2 separate regions of the Mus musculus genome follow, and region 1 is linked to region 2. Evidence: chromatin contacts called from public promoter capture Hi-C data. All regions are on one chromosome and are shown on one strand. Each heading gives the region's core, a stretch centred on a gene start, on an enhancer-like site or on the middle of the called end of the contact. The rest is flanking DNA. Distances are from core to core; before and after follow the strand shown.

Region 1 (4,421 bases), core at 1,731-4,230, 230 kb after region 2:
GCTCTCTTTATAGCTGGGAATACTAAAAAACAAAGTAAAGAAAGTTCTTTATAGCACACAGCCTAGCCAAGGCTGGAATGGAGACACTCCATTGCACGGATGCTTTTCACAGACACACGGCTCCTCCAAACCTGACACACTCCAAGTGTGCTGAGCATTTTGAGTTTGGTAATATAAGAACATTTCTGGGGCAAATTCCTAAGTGACTCAGTAGGGAACTCATTTGTTGGTTTAAAACTCCAGCTTGCTGCTGCCAGGATCTGTCTTCTCTATGACAGTTCCTGGCTCCTTTAACCCTGTCTCCTCTCGATACTTTCTGGTCAGTTGGGCGTCCAGACCTGAAGCAGGCAGCAAGCACTTCATTCTGGCTTCTGCCTCAGTGTCCTCCTCCACACGGCTGCGCTGCATGTGCTGTGTTCTGCCTTACTCTAGCTCACAGGCTGAAGATGACAACTCTTCTGTTGTCAGTGCTTTGTCTGGTTGAGCCTGGAGTGCTCACTGGCTCCTACTGAGTATATGAGTACACATGCTGCTCGTGGGAAGGGACCAGACTGGGCATATCCTCAGGGACTGAACTTCCACCAACTCTATTCTGTGGTTAGGTTTTAGAGGCATGATTAAGCCTCCAAGTTAAATACAAATATGACTACTATATTTTACACCAAATTAGACTTAGAAAACCAGAGTTTATTTTAGCCTTCAGTTATATGAGGTAGTAAATATCACATGAACAATTAAAAATGCACTTCCATTATTTAGTCTCTTTATGGATCTGTAGCATAAAGCTTTTTTTAGATGAGTACTTCCTATGATAGAGGGGGACACTCAAGTACCTCACAAGGCTGCAACATCTAGACTCCGGTTGAAGATGCCACAGACCACTCTGCAGCTTTCAGTGTAACGATCTTACCTCACAAGCTGGAAAATCCTCTTGAGATAAGATTTAATCTCCTTCACAGCTTCCTGCAGTAACCGGCGGTTGGCCCCTACACCCACATATGTCATTCTATACACCGCAACCAGGGTCTCCACAAGCCTGCCCAGTGGGTGCAGAGGAGTATCACAGGCCTGAGACCAGAAACAAGGAACATGATCAGTAGGCAGTAAGAGCAGTCCCTAAAAAACCATTTCCCCAGTGTCAGGAAAAGTCAGATTCCTTAACTTCCACATCTTTAGTCTACCTGGTGTAAGGCGCTAGCGTTGGGGATACTTGTTGTTTTGAGACAGGTCTCACTGTACAACAGCAGAAGCAACGTCAGGACTTGCTTTTCTTCAAGGCAACATTCCATATACATCCTACAACAGGTTTTATTTTTGCTTTCCTTTTTATATATTTTAAAGGTTTTTTAAAAATTATCAGTGTGATTGCATGCAGCTGCCTCAGAAGCCCAGGACAGCCGTTGCCAGCAGTTGCAGGGTCCTCTGCTCTCACCTGTTGAGCCAGCTCTCCAGCATCTATTCTTTCTTTCATTGTTGTTTGTTTTGGAAATAGAGTTCTGGTACGTGGCTTAGGTTGGCCTCAAATTTGTGATTGATCCTCCTGTCTTAGCCTCTCAAGGGCTGAACTTACAGAAATGTGCCAGGCTGACTTTTGTTAGGTTGGAAATGTTAAAATCTTTCTGGTGATGATACTTGTCTTAGTCAGGGTTTCTATTCCTGCACAAACATCATGACCAAGAAGCAAGTTGGGGAGGAAAGGGTTTATTCAGCTTACACTTCCATACTGCTGTTCATCACCAAGGAAGTCAGGACTGGAACTCAAACATGTCAGGGAGCAGGAGCTGATGCAGAGGCCATGGAGGGATGTTCTTTACTGGCTTGCCTCCCCTGGCTTGCTCAGCCTGCTCTCTTACAGAACCCAAGACTACCAGCCCAGAGATGGTCCCACCCACAAGGGGCCTTTCCCCCTTGATCACTAATTGAGAAAATGCCTGACAGTTGGATCTCATGGAGGCATTTCCTCAACTGAAGCTCCTTTCTCTGTGATAACTCCAGCTGTGTCAAGTTGACACAAAACTAGCCAGTACAATACTCTACATCAGAAATTCCACTTTGTCCTTTTTTATGGCTCAGGTTTTCTACTGCAGAAGAGTTAGCAATGGTGTTGTTTACAGAGGAGGATTATGGCTAACAATATTGCACAGCTCAAAACAGATAGAAGAAAGGACTTTGTTTTCATCACAAGGATACCTAAGTATCCTGAATTGATCGATATATAATATATAAATGTACCAGAATATTATACTGTTTCCTATAAAATGTAATTATTATCTATCAATAAGAAGAAAATAAATTAGAGCTTAGTGGCTAGAACCTATAATCTCTGCATTTGGGAGGCTCAGGCAGGAGGATTGCCCTGAGCTCAAGGCCAATCTGGGATACACAGTGAGACCCATTTAAAAAAAAAAAAATCAAAGATTTAGCAAACAAAACAGAGAAAGTAAAACCAATATTAGGTTAACCTTTGAATGATGACCTTGTTTGTTTTGGAGAGTCTGGGGGGGGGGGAGGGAAGGAAGAGTAGGGATAAGACACGGTTTCAAGTTGCTCAGCCTAACTACATATTTTTTAGCAGATGGCCTAGACCCTTCCATGTGCTGAAACTTCAGGTGTACATGACCACACCCAGCTGTCTGATCGTTTCATTCACAAAGCCGATGTCACTTTGACTTGTTTACCTTTATTAAATACTTCTTGATGTCATCATATTTCTCCACAGAGAAGGCGCCAATGTGCTGGGGAATGTACTCCAAACTCTCCAGGGTCTGAGTCTGAGAGCGGCTTAGTATTTCTGGACTGTGAAGAGGAAGCAGAAAGGCCAGCTTTTCATGTGAGAAAGCACACGTCAAACCGTCAGCAGCTGAGGGGGAGGGGGAGGGTCTGACACAGACCCACCTTGCTCACCGTGAGCACCCACTGACCTAGCCCAGGCCTAACACGTTCAGCAACAGCAGCTGACCTCAAGTTACACAAGTCACTCAAAATGGTATTGGCTGACCTGCTACAAGAGTTTACATTCACCTAGCACAGCCTGATGTACTCTACATGCCTGACCTGCTACTCAAATGCAAATGAAAAGTGGCATAAAAACGGATTTCTAGAAAATCAAATGTAGCAGCTATACACAAAGATCAAAGCAAGCACTTCTGCATGGTTTAAAATTTTTAGGTATATTTTGTTTTCAAATGTTTTGCCTGAAAAAATATGTGTGCATGCATATGTTTGTGTGTATACACACACACACACACACACACACACGTATATATCTATACACACATATGTATGCATGCACCATATGTGTGCACATGACCACAGATGCCAGAAGTGATCCCTATCCCTGAGGAGTGGAGTCATAGACTGTAAGAGCCACCATGTGGGTGCTGGAAATTAAACCTGGGACCTCTACGAGAGCAGCCTCTTGTGTAGGCTCTGAGGCTGTTGTAAACCTCGGTCCTCTCTCTAGGCACCCTTCTTGGTATTTTAGCAGTAGAAACAGAGCTGACACCTACCTGCAAGCATACTTAGGACTATTTCAGGGAAATTCCATTAAAATGCTTAGCAAAGCTAGGAAAGGTGAAGACAGTTGGATGGAGAAAAGGATAAAAGCTAAAGGAGAAAGGTGAGCAGGAAGTCCACCTGTAATTTTCTTTTAGTGCTTTGGAAATGTTGGGCCATTTCTCCCTGGGCTGCAGGCTCTTGCTTACACGCTGCACACACTCACTCACTGGGGGGCTCTGCGTGTAGTGCACACTTTTCTAGACACTGAACCCACTTAGCTCCTGAGCTTAGATGTTTATCTTTTACCAAACCTTGAGCCTTTCTCAACCATTACGGTCTCAAAAACTCCCACTCCTTATCATTATTATTTCTCCTGTTCTAGAATTCTGGTGGGCTTTTTAATCCTCTGGAAGTACATGCAGTGGTCTTACCACTGAGCCATCTCTCCGGTTCTTTTCTTCTAGAATATTTTAGACATTTAAGCCCATCAGTTCTCCAGGCTCTGCATTCATTCCCACCCCACCTGAGTTTTTGCTGTGTTTCTTCAGACCATTCCGACTGACCCCCAAGTTCACTGTCTCCTCCATTAGCACCTCAGTCTGCTTCTGTGCCCAGCTGAAGTCTTTAAGGGACTGTACTCTGGCAATCTAAAACTTGAATTTGGTTCTTCTTATAGAACCCACTCACTCCCACTTCTTGGCCCCGGCGTTCCCCTGTACTGGGGCATATAAAGTTTGCAAGACCAAGGGGCCTCTCTTCCCAGTGATGGCCGACTAGGCCATCTTCTGCTACATATGCAGCTAGAGACAGGAACTCTGGGGGGGGTACTGGTTAGTTCTGCTTCTTTGATGGTAATCTTTTTTTAAAAAAAGATTTATTTATTATTATATTTAAGTATACTATAGCTGTCTTCAGATACACCA
Region 2 (4,536 bases), core at 463-2,962:
GATTCAATCTTCTGGAATCCATAGCCACTATGGCTCAAGATCTCCAAACCAAGATCCAGATAAGGATCTCCAAGCCTCCAGATAAGGGTCACTGGTGAGCCTTCCAATTCCGGATTGTAGTTCATTCCAAATATTGTCAAGTTGACAACCAGGAATAGCCACTACACCATGTAAAGCAGATGAGACACAGTCCTGGAATAAGATTCTTATCGCCAGATGATTTCTCAACACAAAATTAAACTAAGGAAAATCCCTTATATAGAATATATCAAGATCACATAATTCAACAGGATTTCACATAATTCATATGATTTTTGCATAGACTGCATGAATTTTTAAATGGCCAATAACTGCATATGAAAGCACACTCAGTGTTATTAGTCATCAAGGAAACTAAAGTCCCCAAAGAAGCTACAGTGCAGATTACAGAAATGGTTCAAAGCAATGGACTGACCTTACCAAGTGATCATGGTGTGGGGCAGCAGCCAGCAGGGCAGAACCTACAGCCTTTGCTGGTCTTAAAGACAAGTTTGATCAGAACACGATCATATTCATTCTTTCATGGTTAATCTATGACTGCTTTTCTGTTACAATAGCAAAGAAGGTTAAAAAATAATAATTTTAAAAGCACAAATTAAAAAATCTTGTGGGCATGGTGACACATGCTTTTTTTGTTGTTTGTTTTTTTCAAGACAGGATTTCTCTGTGTAGTCCTGGCTGTCCTGGAACTCACTCTGTAGACCAGGCTGGCCTTGCACTCAGAAATCCGCCTGCCTCTGCCTCCCAAGCACAGGGATCAAAGGCGTGCACCACCACTGCCTAGCCGACACATGCTTTAATCCCAGCAATTAGGAAGCTGAGACAGGCAGGTCTCTGTGAGTTCAAGGGGTACAAAGAGAAGTACTATCTGGAAAAACCAAAGAAAGGAGAGAGAGAGAGAGAGAGAGAGAGAGAGAGAGAGAGAGAGAGAGAGAAAGAGAGAGAGAGAGAGAGCTATGTTTGGGTCAATCAGTAGATATGTTTGGGTTAATCAGTAGAGGCTGAGAAATTGTTTTGAGATTGTTTGAACCTTGAAGAAATGTTGTCTCTCTAGAGAATCTGTACTAGGTGCTACGTGAGAGTGTGCAGCTAGAACCAACCTTGGTCCTAGGGTACTCCTGGCAAACCTGTGGTTCTTACTTTGTTTATGGCTAGCCAATGACTGAGATCTGTGTGCGCTGTCTGCTCTCAGGGACAGCAAGGGCAAGATAACTTTGGTAGCTGGAACCTTTCCCAGCCTCAAGTAACCTTGTATAATGTTTGAATAAAGTAACTAGAGTGAGCTGGCTGAGTGTCAGTCTTTTCCAAGAAGGCTGAACCCCTCTGCTCCTTTGGAAAATGAAGTCTGGTCCTTATGGCAGCACAGCAAGCTCTCTTATGTTCTTTTATTTATTTATTTTTAAAATTATTTATTCTTGCAGATATAACATCAAGGGCCTACAACTTTGTCTTCCAAATCCACAAGTCAGTGAGCTAGCTTACAAGTCCTGCTCACAGGGGTTCAGTGGATATATGGGAGGCAGGCACAAAGAACTGCACAGAAGGCAGACTTTGCTAATGTGAGAGGAGACAAGGATGAACTGACTTAAGTCACTCTGTCTCAGGGTCACCAGGCTGCATAGGGAGGCTGGGGTTTCATCACAGCAGGTCATGCAGATCAGACTGAGGAATTTGCACTTTGTCCGGTAGGAAATAACACTTCAACATTATCAAAGTGAACTCACCAGTGATGCTCTCCGAGTCTCTATGATTGCTACTCATGAGGTTTGCTTCACCTGTTCGTGATTTGAAAATGGCATTCTGGGATTGACTCATGCAGAATCCTTTCCTGCTTTGGTTGAAAGGGGCAGCTTTCGTATGAATCGCAGGAAAGGAAATCCATTAAGCCATTTAGTAAAGAAATGGGCGTGGTCATATGGATATTTTCTTTAGAACAGATTTTCTGCGATGAGTCAGGTGACATCTGCAGCTGTAAGTGCTCTCATGTGGTTACCAATCCTGGACAGTCATGGCCTAAAACAAAGAACAGAGAGGGTGGTCAGAATTCAGCATGCTCTTTAATAACAGGACTCTAATCACCTGCCATTAAAAATGTTTTTCTAAGACATACACAACAACATGAGTAAACCTCAATGCAATTAGGGTGGGTCAAAAAAAGAAAGAAAAGAAAAAAAGTCAGCTCATGGTTTATGATTGCATTTTTGTAAGACTTCTAGGAAAAAACTCCGCCACCACCAATATATCTACAATGTCAAAGAGCAGATAACTGGCTGGGTGAGGGAAGGACTTGGGCACAGGAGAAGAGTTTGGGAACGACACATGTAGCCCGAGTGATGGCTTCAAACGTGCATGAATGATGCCAAGTGTAATCCAATTCCACAGCTGAAGCATGATGTCAGCACTCTTTACTGCAGTGCCCTATCATGGAGAACTGCAATGCAGTGCTGCAGCGCACAGGCCTGGAGGCACATGGAGGCACATGCATGCCAGGCCTTTATGCTGTATGTAGAACAGTGAAACGCTACTTGAAGGCAAACTGCGACGGAGGAACCATGTACACGACAATCCAAAAACAAATAATGTAATAACTTAAGAACTGTAGATAATAACCAATAAAAGAGACGAAATGGAGTAAGTTGTTCAGCTCTGGCCACTGCTGGCATTTGTGTCATTTGTGTGGCCCACACTGAATGAACCTTAACAACACTTGCCCTGTCCTGACTAGATGCTAGCAGAATCTCCTTTCTAGGCCTTCTCCTAGATGCAACAGGTAAAATGTCTCCAGACACTGCCAGATGTCCCTGGAGGCAAAACTACTCCTGGTGGAGATCCACTGATAAAAAAGAAATTCAACATCACTCAAAATATTTATCTGCTGGACCATGAAACTTAGCTAAGCTTTACTCACTATTGGATAGACAGGGCCTAGAGAAAAGGCTGATTCAAAGCTCTACCGATAACAGTATAAATTGCTATAAGGTTTTAGAAAGGCTTTCCCAATGTCTACCAAGCTTTCGATGCACAGGAACTGCAACTCAACAATTCTACCAACAGAATTTATACACTGTAGATATTCACAAAGCATGCCCGACATAGGGACAAGAATACCCACACAGTACTGACTTAAGTATTTTGTTTTCAGAAGCACACATACAAGTGGAATGACCATAATGATATGTTTCAGTAATGCGTACATGTAATGCATAATGTTTTAGTAGTTTAGTAATGTGCATGAAAGGAGTCAGAATCCAGGCCAGGAACATGTGATCCCAGCACTCAGGAGGCTGAGGCAAAGGACAGTGAGTTGGAGGCCAGCTTAGGCTACAGAAAAAGTTTCAGGTAAACCTACACAACTTAACATGACCTAGTTTCAAAACGATCAAAGAGCCAGGCATGGTGGCACACTCCTTTAATCCCAGCACTTGGAAGGCCAGAGGCAGGTGGATCTCTAAGAATTTGAGGCCAGACAGTACTATATAGTGAGATGTCATAAAGAAACATCAAAACAAAATAAACAAAGGTTGCAATGCAATGTATTTATACACACACACACACACACACACACACACACACACACACATATATACATGTACATATATGCCTACTTAAAACAAAGAACAACAGAAAGCAGGAACTTATCGGGAACTTATTCAGCTGGGTGTGGTAGTGCACACCTGCAATCTCAACACTAAATGGGGAGAGGCAGGAGAAATGTGAATTCAAGGCTCCTGTGAGAGATGGGAGTGGAAGGAAGGGGGTGTTCAGTGCTAACTAGATGCTTTGCATAAAGACATCTGTTGAGCAGTCATAGCTGCTTCTGTTAGGGCTAGTGCATCTTCATGAAGTTGTCTTATGTCTAAGTAGAGATCACAGAAAAAACAGTCAGTGAAGAACAGAGATACAATTAGAAACACGAGGGATACAAGTCTCAGAGACAAAGTGCAAAGTGAGCAACAGAATTAGAGGAGTCAAAGGGGAAATTAGAGAGGCTTAAGAATTAAGTGACCTTTTGGAAAACAATGTAATTCAACAGTTAGGGCTCAAACCAGGCTGGTAAACAAATTATCAAGTAAGAGAGGAGTTTAGTGAATACAGATCAGAATTTCCCATTACCTAGACTTTCAGATTTCCACAAATTGGCACACTTTAAAAACTTCTGTGGCCACTGGCACAGGATTTCCATTTCTGACCCTCCATTTCTTACCCTCCTTTCCTTTTGAGATTTTATTTTTATTTAATGAATGTAAGTGTTTGCCTGTGGAAGAGAGCATCTGATCTCCCTGGAACTGGAGTTATAACAACTTCGAGCCGCCATGCAAGTGCTGGGAACTGAACTCAGATCCTCTGGAAGAGCAGCCAGTGCTCTTGACTGCTGAGCCATCTCTCCAGTCCCATTCATTTTATTACTTCCTAAAACTTTTTATAAAAACCCAAACCAAAAACCAGAATAAGCAACAGTTCTTTTCCTGCAAAAAGCTTGCTTGCATAACAAAAATT

Evidence for each region. Capture Hi-C pulls out chosen DNA fragments and counts their contacts.
Region 1: a contact with region 2 is called in a promoter capture Hi-C map of liver. The contact joins two enhancer-like sites. A contact is called at or near these places in 2 of 9 other capture datasets (adipose tissue and liver).

Annotation. Positions count from the first base shown.
Region 1 is chr1:59,172,246-59,176,666 of GRCm38.p6, forward strand. It overlaps Als2 (alsin Rho guanine nucleotide exchange factor), which reads right to left. Exons shown (of 34, transcript NM_028717.6): 26 at 2,679-2,796; 27 at 911-1,068. Among named protein-coding and RNA genes, the nearest start is that of Mpp4, 13 kb to the left of the region's middle. Within about 2 kb of position 2,981, at least 8 of the 459 cell types and tissues checked have an H3K27ac peak or open chromatin away from gene starts, as enhancers often do. A contact at or near this core is called in liver, where this site is marked.
Region 2 is chr1:58,944,484-58,949,019 of GRCm38.p6, forward strand. It overlaps Trak2 (trafficking protein, kinesin binding 2), which reads right to left. Exons shown (of 16, transcript NM_172406.3): 2 at 1,764-2,052. The coding sequence starts at 1,854. Among named protein-coding and RNA genes, the nearest start is that of Trak2, 27 kb to the right of the region's middle. Within about 2 kb of position 1,713, at least 24 of the 459 cell types and tissues checked have an H3K27ac peak or open chromatin away from gene starts, as enhancers often do. A contact at or near this core is called in liver, where this site is marked.